Linked DNA regions of Sus scrofa: regions 1, 2 and 3 are each linked to region 4. A link is a contact called in public Hi-C, HiChIP or PLAC-seq and promoter capture Hi-C data. All regions are on one chromosome and are shown on one strand. Each heading gives the region's core, a stretch centred on a gene start, on an enhancer-like site or on the middle of the called end of the contact. The rest is flanking DNA. Distances are from core to core; before and after follow the strand shown. Region 1 holds the start of SCAMP3 (secretory carrier membrane protein 3). Region 2 holds the start of GLMP (glycosylated lysosomal membrane protein). Region 3 holds the start of FDPS (farnesyl diphosphate synthase). Region 4 holds the start of RIT1 (Ras like without CAAX 1).

What was found. Promoter capture Hi-C pulls out the DNA fragments that hold promoters and counts their contacts. A called contact is a pair of places that touch in the nucleus more often than the background predicts. HiChIP or PLAC-seq counts read pairs in DNA pulled down with a chosen protein or histone mark.
Region 1: a contact with region 4 is called in an H3K27ac HiChIP or PLAC-seq map of skeletal muscle, with 2.9 times the contacts expected there. The contact joins the promoter of SCAMP3 here to the promoter of RIT1 in region 4. A contact is called at or near these places in 1 of 5 promoter capture datasets (fetal liver) and 2 of 2 datasets of contacts at active chromatin or transcription factors (alveolar macrophages and skeletal muscle).
Region 2: a promoter capture Hi-C map of fetal liver shows a contact between it and region 4, with 3 times the contacts expected there. The contact joins the promoter of GLMP here to the promoter of RIT1 in region 4. A contact is called at or near these places in 1 of 5 promoter capture datasets (fetal liver) and 1 of 2 datasets of contacts at active chromatin or transcription factors (alveolar macrophages).
Region 3: a Hi-C map of embryonic fibroblasts shows a contact between it and region 4, with 2.2 times the contacts expected there. The contact joins the promoter of FDPS here to the promoter of RIT1 in region 4. A contact is called at or near these places in 2 of 5 promoter capture datasets (fetal liver and liver) and 1 of 47 Hi-C or Micro-C datasets (embryonic fibroblasts).

The regions. Positions count from the first base shown.
Region 1 is chr4:94,569,159-94,571,971 of Sscrofa11.1, reverse strand. SCAMP3 (secretory carrier membrane protein 3) reads right to left here and starts at 1,409. Exons shown (of 9, transcript NM_001185169.1): 1 at 1,127-1,409; 2 at 724-801. The coding sequence starts at 1,192. It overlaps CLK2 (dual specificity protein kinase CLK2), which reads right to left. Exons shown (of 12, transcript XM_021089727.1): 12 at 1,888-2,421. The coding sequence ends at 2,236.
Region 2 is chr4:93,757,665-93,760,364 of Sscrofa11.1, reverse strand. GLMP (glycosylated lysosomal membrane protein) reads right to left here and starts at 1,426. Exons shown (of 5, transcript XM_005663295.3): 1 at 1,264-1,426; 2 at 119-319. The coding sequence starts at 1,383.
Region 3 is chr4:94,512,260-94,514,959 of Sscrofa11.1, reverse strand. FDPS (farnesyl diphosphate synthase) reads left to right here and starts at 1,266. Exons shown (of 10, transcript NM_001185131.1): 1 at 1,266-1,447; 2 at 1,525-1,687. The coding sequence starts at 1,266.
Region 4 is chr4:94,116,346-94,119,076 of Sscrofa11.1, reverse strand. RIT1 (Ras like without CAAX 1) reads right to left here and starts at 1,356. Exons shown (of 6, transcript NM_001077230.2): 1 at 1,219-1,356; 2 at 640-784; 3 at 421-477. The coding sequence starts at 742. KIAA0907 (UPF0469 protein KIAA0907 homolog) reads right to left here. Exons shown (of 15, transcript XM_001928648.6): 15 at 2,415-2,731.

The sequences.
Region 1 (2,813 bases), core at 160-2,659, 450 kb before region 4:
TCGCATCTAGTTCCTCAGCCAGAACTCAAAGCATTCATCTACTGGACCTACCTCCTTAAAATGGACCTAAGCGATGCAGCTCGGATCCTCTGTTGGCTGTGGCTCTGGCATAGGCTGGCGGCTACAGCTCCGATTAGACCCCTAGCCTGGGAACCTCCATATGCCGTGGGAGCGGCCAAAGAAATGGCAAAAAGACAAAAAAAACAAAACAAAACAAAACAAAAAAACTGCCCTGAGCTGCTGCAGTGACAACACCAGATCCTTAACCTGCTGCAGCTGCAGCACGGGAGAGCTCCAGCTACCTCCTTAACTTCTGAAAACTCTTAGCATTTTCCATTCCCACGAGATAAACAGGTCTAGTCACTTTCGTTTCTTGCTTTCGAATTGTACACCTAAGCATAGATCGTTTTCTCCTCAACTCCAAACAGCCCCATCCCTTTTCATCTCTAAAGAAGCCTCCCTAGACAGAGCCTTGGTTCAGGCACTAAGAGACTCCAGGTTCTTTCTCCCAGGACCGATATTTAGAGCTCAAACCACATGGATCTTTGGTCTTGGTGTCTTTAGAAGGTTCAGACATCCCATGGAAGACTGGCTTCTCAGGGAGCTAAGATCACCCTGCTTCTTCCTTCCTTCGCGTGCAAACAAGTCCACTGTACCCCAACAGAGTGGACTTGTTGGCATACCCTAATCTTCCTGGCCCTCCTGTGCTCTTCAGAATCTCACCTCCCGGGTCTCAAAAGGGTTGTAGACGTCAAGCGTGGCATACTGCGGGCTGGGTCGGTGCTGGATCACAGCTGGGTCCTGTGGGCAGAGATCTGGGGCTCAGCTGGCACCTGGTGCCTCTGGAGGAACTCACAGGAGCCTCTTCTCAATTGCCTGTGGCTGCAAGGACTGCAGCTTGGAGGCCACGTTGTTGTCCCAGTATCTGCTCCCAATCCTTCACCCCACACTGCCAGTACCAGCTCCTTATCGGGGGCAGGGCCCGCCCCCCAGGTGCTCACTGATCGTCACTCCCACGTGGCGGCCCTTGCTCAGATCAAATGTCAAGAATGGGAATACAAGTTAGCCCGACCCTCTAGAACCGAGAAGTCCCCCAGGATGCCCCAAGGAGGCCGGCGCAAGTCACCTGAAAGGGGTTGTCAAGCTCGCCGGGCTCGGCGAAGGGGTTTCCACCATCTCTGCTTTGAGCCATGTTTGCAACCGCGGCCCGGGCCGCCCCCTGCCCTCCACGCCCCTGCCGCGGCAGTGGCGGCGGCCGTGGCTCTCAAGAGCTCCCTCCGCTCCGCTCCTCTCGGTCCGCCCCGCTTCTCTGTGCACGGATTGGCTGTACCGACCGGAAGGGTCACAAGGATCCCCGCAGCAGCCGCGAGTTGCGCCTGCGTCTCGGCTAAAAGCAAAGAAGGAAGTGCCCCACGTGACAACTCTCGTTGCCGGTAGCCAAGTACCGCCCCTACGTCATGTGACGTCCCTCAACTAATGAACTACACCTCCCAGCGGGCCTAGCGTCAGAACCTGAGTCTATCCTAGCCTTGGGAGAGTTGCGACGGGAGACCTACCCGCCGGTGGTGGTGGAGGTGGCGGCGGCCGCCTGCCAGGAGCTCTATTGAGTAAGTTTTAAATCTGGATTTCTGGCTCTATCCTGGGGCCCGGCCTAACAGCTATAGTAATCGGAACTTCTTTCCCAACTCGTCATTCCAGATCAAAGTGCTTCATTAGCCCTTCATTCTAACCAAGAAATCTTACCTTACTCATTACTACTCTCCTGAGACAGACTGGGCAGATAAACTGGCAGCCTATGATTAATGTCGCAGGGTAAGATGGGACTCCCTTTGTTGACAATCCCTCCACCCCAGCATCCCCCCAAACCTCAAACTCCAGGGAGGGGGGTCCGATGAAGCACGTCATTTTATTTCACAAAGACTGTACAAAATTCCTTATAAAACATGGGATTGATGCCACCTGGTTACCTCATTCTGCCCCCATCCAACTCAACTGTGAAGGGGCAGGTGAGGGCGGGAAGAGTGTGAGATGGGACAGCATTATGTACAAGGCAGGGGTTGAAGCAATAGGTATTAAGTTCTTTCATATTTACACTATTTCACATATTCACAGGTACACACGGAGCCAGGAGGAAGGAGTGGGCTCCGGTTCTGTTCTCTTGTATAAAAAAGCACCAGTGTCCTGGACTGGACACCCACTGCTGTCAGAAACGCAGGGGGGCCCAGGGCCTGATCGTCACCGACTGATATCCCGACTGGAGTCCCACAACTTGGCGTTAGGTGGCTCAGCCCGAAGGCGGGCGAAGAAAGGGTGCTGAAGGGCTTCACCCAAGGTCAGCCGCTTAGCAGGTTCATATTCTAGCATGCTTTCAATCAGATCGAAGAGCTGGTGGTGTTCTTCTGCCTCTGAGGTCAGATACCGCTGGTGGTGGAGGGCAGGAAAAAGGTGAGGCACGATGCCTTACAAACCCTGCCTTCTTCTTCAAGGCCCTGGCTTCCAATCCTGGAGGACCAAGGCTCTGCGGACAACCGTTACGAATGCTACCTAACCATGACCACACTGTAACCATTTCTGATGTTCTACCTTCCCACTAGCACCATTATTCCTTCATACTTTTTGAAAGTTCTACTTGTATATCCTTGTCAACTTCAGGAATCTTCTTTAGCTCCTCATTAAAAAGTAAGCTCTTCAAAGGTAGTTTATGCTTTTCTGTCTGACCTAAAGAATCCAGGACATTGCTTTCATCTCTGGTTGGCTCAAACATGGCTGTCTAACCTCATTCCCTCCATAAAACCACTCCCTCATCTCTCTTC
Region 2 (2,700 bases), core at 177-2,676, 360 kb after region 4:
GGATGGAAGAGGCATGGGAGGCGTGGGAAGCAGGCAGATACCTGTGTTTGAAGGCGACCCTCATCAACTCCCACCCTTATCAACCAGCCTTTTGAGTTCTGATTCCCCATACCCTTACCCTGAGGGCCAAGCTGCCATTGGCAAAAGCCCCGGTAGGGTCGTGAATGGGGTGGCCTCGAAATGTGGCACTCAGGGTGGCAGGATCCAATGAATCAGTGATGTTGTTCCAAGAGAACTCAGCCAAGGAATACGGAGGATACGATTTTCTTGGAGGCTTTGTCACTGCATCGGATGTGTTGGTGCTGTCAAATTCAAACAGCTGGCGGGTGGGGGTGAGGAGGGACTGGGCTTGCCAGAGTCCAGGTTTCTCCTGAGTCACCACCCCCCAAGTCACTGCCCCCCACCCCCGGCTCTCATACCTCTATTTCATCTACCCCCAGTCTTCAGTTTCTCTAACTCAAATGAAGTCTCTCCTCTGTACTGATTCCCTTCGGTTTCCCCCAACCTCCTCACCCTGGTAAAGACAACGGCAGAAGAAAATTGGATGCTGTCTTTGGGGAGCACCATCAAGCTCCCTTCAGGGTCAGAGGAGATCAGGAGGCTCCAGTTCACACGCAGGGTGCTGTGGGGGGTATTGGTGGCCACTAGTAGCACTGCTGGGGGCCCTAGGCTGCTCCACACATAGTGCAGTGTGGAGTTGGTACCCACTGCATGGATATGAAGCAGGTTCTGGGGAGGGTCCAGCCCGTCAGAGATGACCTCCAGAGACACCTAGAACATGGAGTAGTGGGAGGGTCAAGGGAACAGGATCAGGGAGAGACACAGGGCAGATGTTTGGGGACAGGGAAGGGGGCTTGGGAAATGATGGGGAAACGGTGGGACCTTGGGGCCTAGGCAAGAGCAATGCTTGTGGGAGCTAAGAGATTCCTGCTGTAAGGAGAGGTGGGTAGAGAAAACGGCCTTGACTCTAGTGGAGAGATAAGGACACAGGGCTGAGAGAAGAAAAAAAAAAAAAAAATCCAATACTTGCCTGGATCTGGCTTACTCAGGGCTAAGTCAGAGTTCAGATTTCCCGGGAAGACAGGAAGCCCTCATACATCCTACTTCTCAATTCTGTCCCATGATCCATGGCTGTCCCCACCCCCAGGGTTGAAGAAACTCTTCTCAATGCAAGCACCCTCCACCCCCACCTCTCGGTTATCCTAGATTCCAACCACCCTTCAAGGCAGCACATCCTGAAACAGGATTGCTCTAGTCCCTCACCTGGCGGGTTTCCTCCCCCAGCAGGCCAAAAGGAGCTGCTGTCAGAAGTAGACTCAGGAGGAGCACGGGGCTGGGGACATAGTGCCCCCAACCCCGGCAGGGCTCCTCACAGCTACCCATGCAGTTCTAACTTCAGAGGGCGGAAGAGACGCTGGGTCATATGACTCAGAGATTCAGCTGATCTCTTTAAAGGGCGGGGCCATCACAGCAGTTCTTAAAGAGACCGCCTCCCTTAACTCAGATTTAGGCTTGCGTGAGAATAGAATCAGAAAGGTTAAGCGGAGAGTTCTCTGATGGCCTAGCGCGTTGAGAATCCTATGTTCTCACTGCTGTGGCTCTGGTTGCTGCTGTGCGGCGTAGGTTCGATCCCTGGCCCAGGAATTTCCGCACACTGACCGTGTGGCAAAAAAGGGAAAAAAAAAAAAAAGTTAAGCATTGTTCATCATCCCCAACTGAGCTGGCAAGCAAGTCATCCTGGCCTAGATTGGCAGACATATTCCCAAATATTCCCAACCTCTCCTACCCAACTGTCCCACTAAACTAAGCTGTAAGTGGGCATGTTGTCTGGATTCAAGATTCAAATGGAATCTGCAAAACGACTCTGAGGCAGGGAAGGCACAGAGGAAATTTGAAGGAATGTGGGGCGGTGGGGGCAGGGGATAGCACACCTCAGAGGGAACTTTTTGTCAATTATTACTATTTACTGAGTTTCCAGGTATGCACATTCTTGTCTGGAAGAGCTCACAATTTTATGGTTGAGAAAAGAAACTTCAGAAAATAGAAAATGAAAGCAGTATTTTTCAAAGGGAGTTGATGTCTGGCTAAACAAATGCTTTTTTTTTTTTTTGTCTTTTTGCCATTTCTTGGGCCACTCCAGCGGCATATGGGAGGTTCCCAGGCTAGGGGTCAAATCAGAGCTGTAGCTGCCGGCCTATGCCAGAGCCACAGCAGCGCAGGATCCAAGCTGAGTCTGCAACCTACACCACAGCTCACAGTCGGATTGTTAACCCACTGAGCAGGGGCAGGGATCGAACCCGCAACCTCATGGTTCCTAGTCAGATTCGTTAACCACTGCGCCACGATGGGAACTCCTGAATGCACTTTTTTTTTTTTTTTTTGTCTTTTGCCTTTTTGTTGTTGTTGTTGTTGTTATTGTTGCTACTTCTTGGGCCGCTCCCGCGGCATATGGAGGTTCCCAGGCTAGGGGTTGAATCGGAGCTGTAGCCACTGGCCTACGCCAGAGCCACACCAACGCGGGATCCGAGCCACGTCTGCAACCTACACCACAGCTCACAGCAACGCCGGATCGTTAACCCACTGAGCAAGGGCAGGGATCGAACCCACAACCTCATGGTTCCTAGTCGGATTCGTTAACCACTGCGCCACGACGGGAACTCCACTGAATGCACTTTTTGATTTGGGTTTTTTTTTTTAGCC
Region 3 (2,700 bases), core at 17-2,516, 400 kb before region 4:
GGGCCTCATACTCATACGAGGGAAAACATCCAATCAGAGTGGCTCGTCTCCACCCTGCCAGTACACGCTAGATTGCGTTGTAGTTGTCCCTCCCGTGGCATGCCGGGAATTGTAGTTTACTGGGCCTTTCTGCCTATAGCGAAAAGAGATGGAGAACTACTAGTCCCAGAGAGCTGAGCGTTGAGGAGTCCGGTTTTTAGGCATACCCCAGCAATTCTCTGGATCCACAACCGGCATCCAGGAACAGGTGAGAGAGGTCTCGGGCAGGGAGTGGAGGCACGGGTTAGAAACTCAGCCTTACTTCTGTAGTGATACTTTGAGGCACAGGAGGACCAGTACGTTGTGCTGGAGTTCCCCCGCTTTGGGGGTTGGTGGGACCGACTGGCTAACCTCATGGATGTGAAAAACTCCCATCCCTGTCCTGTGCTTTCCTGGAACCCTCAGTGTAACTGCACATTGGTTTGCTCTTCTACTGCGAACTCTCCCCACCTGCCCACTGTTGTTCTGAGGTTGTCTGCATAGTTCTAGTCTGTAAAGGCTTAGGACACCCAGTCCCAGAGCCTCAGACCACATGTCCATAGCACCCAGGGGTTCCTGTTTCATGTCTCTTCATCTCACAGACTCTGTACCCCTCTTTCTGGCTACTGGGAAGACCTGGATTCTAGGTTTGGTACCCACGTCCTAGGTATCTTCCTACCTCCTAGAGGCTCAGCTTGACTTATATAAAATAGGTTGATTTAAGGGTCTTCCTAGCCCCCAGTTCTGAATTCCTTTACTCTAGACTCTTCTCTCTGTACTCCAGGACTTGGGAAGCAGCCAGGGGTGTAGCAATTCCAGAGAATCCCTGGAGGGGAGGCATTGATGGTTGAAAAGGATAAAGTTAGGTGGCAATAAGTTTTAGTCACCTTTTTTTTCTTTTTGGCGACACCTATGGCATGTGGAAGTTCCTAGGCCAGGGATCCAACCTGCCCACAACAGTGACAAGACTGGGTCCTTAACCACTAGGCCACCAGGAAACTCCAAGTTCTAGCCATCATATTTTAAGTGCAGTTAGTTTATTCTCAGTCACCCAGCTGTACTTTTTGTTCCCCACATTTTTTTTTTTCCCTGTAAATGCCCTCAATCTCATACCAGGAGAAAGTGGGGCCTTCTGGCTATGGAGGTAAAAGTTCGGGGAGGTGACCTGGGGAGCTGCCAACGTGCATCTGCCTTTGGTGCTTGCTCCTGCAGGGAGTGCTCAGTGCCCCTTCCCTGTACCACCCCCCATGCTGCCCCTGTCCCGCTGGCTGAGATCTGTGGGGCTCTTCTTGCTGCCAGCCCCCTGCTGGGTGCCCCGGGAGAGGTGGCTGGGTCCCCTACGGCGGCCCTCCCTGGTGCACGGGTGCCCAGTCCTGGGGGCATGGCACAGTGCTCGCTGCTGGTGCCAAGCGTGGACAGAGGAGCCTCGGTGAGTTTGGTGGGGGTGAGGGGCCTTGGGGAGGGGAGCAGCTGTTCAGGTTTCTGACTTGTCCTCCCTCTCCTCAGAGCATTTTACTCCTCCCTCAGAATGAACGGAGACCAGAAATTGGACGCTTATGCCCGAGAAAGGCAGGATTTCATCCAGCACTTCTCCCAGATCGTCAAGGTGCTGACTGAGGAGGACATCGGGCACCCAGAGATAGGAGATGCTGTTGCCCGACTCAAGGAGGTGAGGGATTTATGACTGGAGAGAGTCTTTGCTCTCTCTGCATGTGTGGGATCCAGCTCTGGCTTTTGGGGGACTTTTGGCAGGGGTGGGAGCAGGGTTTTACCTGAGCGTTTCTGGGTGCCCTCTGGAGGTGCAGGTATACTTAGCCCAGTAGTCCTGCCTGGTGGTTCTTTTGGGCCATCCGCACTGCTTTGAATAAGGGTGGAGGGCCCTGGGGGTGAGGCATTAGGCATCCAGAAATAATGAGGGGCTACCTTGGCAGGGACCTGGGAGGAAGGCAGTCTGAGATGGGCTTGGGTGAAGCTAGTGCATCAGAAACTCCTGCTCTAGGACAAGAACTATTGCTGAGATACTTAAGTTGCCTTATTGTTTTATTCCTTTTTTTTTTTTTTTTTTAAAGGGCCACAAGTGTGGCATATGGAAGTTCCCAGGTTAGGGGTCTTATTAGAGCTGCAACCACAGCAACACCTGATCCTAGCCATGTCTGACTTACACCACAGCTCATGGCAGCACCTGATCCTTAACCCACTGAGCAAGGCCAGGGATTGAACCTGTGTCCTCATGGATACTAGTTTGCGTGCATTACTGCTAAGCCACAATGGGAACTCCTAATTCTTTTATTCTTTTAGAGTATCTAGTAATTCTTACTATAAATGCTCTCTCATTTGTCTGAGGGGAACTAAGGAGAAGGGGGTGTGTCTACACTGGGATGGAGATTAAAAGGGAAGTCTTCCCAGTGAATTAGATCTAAGGGCAGCCAACGGCACAGAGGTCCCAGCAGGACATGCCATTGGAGGAGTGGGGGACGGGTCCTCCACCCTATGGTCTCCTCCAAGATTTCCTCTGGCCGACTTTGGGTGGGTGGGTGGGGGGGCTTTAATAAAGTGAGAGAGGCTTTTCATTTGCAGATAGGTTGAACTGTGGGTAGGAGGAGGGGGCTGGGAAAGGAGGAATGGACTGTGAAGGGGAAGCGTAGGAGAATTGGAGGAGACCCAAACACACCAGCCATTCCT
Region 4 (2,731 bases), core at 107-2,606:
CAGCAGGCTGGCTCTACTTGTTTTTCTGCTTCCTTTTGTGGAAGTTCAGACCAGCTGACTCATAGTTACAGAGTTAGTCTCAAATCAGACCCTTAAAGAAATGATAGCAAAAGCCTTCTGTTAAGTGGCCTTTAAACTTTTCCTTTAATCTGACGATACAGTAGAGCAACCATAAAAATAAAACAAAGTGTCCCAGTAATATTTAATAAAAAACAGACTAAGATGGCTTATGTACATATAAAGTTAAGCTAAGAAAAAAAAGTCATTTGCTTATCAACTGCCATGTTATTCTTGTTAAGTAAATCTAAACCAGACACCCAAAAGGCTCAAAATATAAATGGTCTAAAACTGTTTCAAAAACTGACACCAAGGCCTTTTTATGGGGTTTAGTGGAAAAACCTAAGTGACAGTCTGACTTACCAATGGTGGGGTCATGATCTTCTGGAAATCGGTGGCTGATGAACTGCATGGTCATGGCTTTAAAACAAGAAGCGAAAGTTAAAATAAATACAAAGATGACCAACAGAAAGAACTGCAAGTATCAATATTGCAGGACAGTCTCCTACTTGGTTTTCGGGGAGGGCATCTGTTGTGAGCATTTTTCATTCTTACTTCTTTAAAATGGAAAATGTCACCTACCGCTTTTCCCTACACCGCCAGCACCTAGCATCACTAGTTTGTATTCCCGTGACAGCCCTGCAGGGCTGTTACAGCTACCAACTGGGCGAGTTCCAGAATCCATTGTCCTCTTGGAGAATCCTGGGCTGCCCGGAGGAAAAGGCACCTGGAAAGAAAGAAAATATTTAATCCAGGATGGAGACCCCGTGACGACAGTCCTAGAGCCAGTGCCCTACCCCTGCTCCCTTTCTGGCGACCCTCAGGCAACACGTAGCCTCACCTTCCCTCCAGGGCAGCTCAGACCCATGACATATCATAGATTTTCTGAATTACTACTTTTTTTCAAAAAAGAATAAAAAGAGACAAAGAAATTTGGCATTTCTTTGCAGACTGGGACGCCGGCACAGCAGGAGGGAGCCCAGTGAGAAAGTGCAGTTTGGGACTTAGGCCTCAGGGTTTCCTCTCAAGCCCGCGGTACCCGGAGGTTCAGCCCCCTCTCCATTCCCCTCGGAGGCTGCTCTCCTCCCCCGGCAGCACCTCGCGCCGCCATCAAGCCCCCCACCCTTCCGCCTCACAAGCCAACCCCTCCGCTGCTCGTACCCGTCGGAAGGTTAAGGCCACTGCCGGGTCTGATCACCCACTTCGTCCTCGGTCCTCCTCATTCGCGGCGAGGATCTGGCACTGACCTGTGACCCCTCCCGCAGCTGGGGAAGATGGCGCCAGCAGCGCCCGCGTCTCAGCAGGAGGGGCGGGGCCGCCCTCGTGACGCAGGGGACTGGCCCCGCCTCCTCCGGGGAGGACCATCTCCTGCCAGGTCCTCAAACCCCGCTCATCGCTGAAGGCCCTGGGGGAGTGCCACACTCAGCGCCCCCCTCTGCCACAAAACTATTTACACCAAAGTCAAGCAAGGAGGATGTGATAAGGGGCACACTGGAGACTTCTACAATAACAACTTGCCCAGGACCATTTATGAGAAAAACAAATTTGGCCAAATGTAATGAGGAAATGGGCACCTGCCAACCCCCCCCCCAAACAGGACCAAGGTGTTATTGCTTAGTAACAAAAAAAAGCACCTGGCTTTGACTTTACAGCAATAAATTAAGACACTATCAATTCTGTTCACCTGTATTTAGGTGGGTAACACATAGAAGTACTAGAAGGAACTTTATATGGGCAAAATTTTCTGTTGCAACTTCTGCCCATCCTTCTTCCTTTCTAAGCATGTTTTTCCAAGAATACTTATATTTCCTGGAGTTCCCGTGGTGGCTCAGTGGGAATGAACCCAACTAGCACCCATAAGGACACAGGTTCGATCCTTGACTTTGCTCAGTGGGTTAAGGATCCAGAGTTGCCGCGAACTGTGGCTCAGATTCGGCACTGCTGTGGCTGTGGTGTAGGCCGGCAACTACAGCTCCGATTCACCCCCTAGCCTGGAAACTTCCATATGCAATGGGTGCAGCCCTAAAAAGCCAAAAAAAGAAAAAGAATACTTTCACTCAGTCCTTTTAACCACATTCAATAAAGGAGGGCAAGAAAATGAAAAGGAAAAACATCCACCATAACAATCCTTTACATTTCACTTGGACTTTGCAGGGTTTACTTTGAAAAGTCATAAAACACTTGGAACTAAAAGAAAAAAATTAAAAAAACAAAAAACAACAACTTGGAACTAAATGCAAACTCTTGGGTCCAGGTATGTATTTTTCTGATGGGGGTTATAGTATGCTGTGAGCAAAAAAGTTTATGAATTTTAGTGCATGGATACGTTGTGGAAGAAAGAACAGAGAAACCACAAGCAGAATATTTATACATTTATTTATAATGAAATTATGTTCTAAATATTTACAACATATAGGAAACCAGAGGATACATTTATACAAAGCCAGCCTGCAAAGTATTCAAATGTGCAAAAATGATAGTTCAATATCTCAAACTACTCCTGGTTCAGCAGACTAGCTCCTTCACTTTCACACATCAATATTTGATACAAAAAAAGTTCTTTTGGCAAAACCTGTAATGCCAAGAAAAAGGACAAGTCGCAATCTCAGTCACTAAGTCCACCATTCTATTGCGAGCAGTCAAATCTCTCTATTTTCGCTGCAACCAGTTCTGA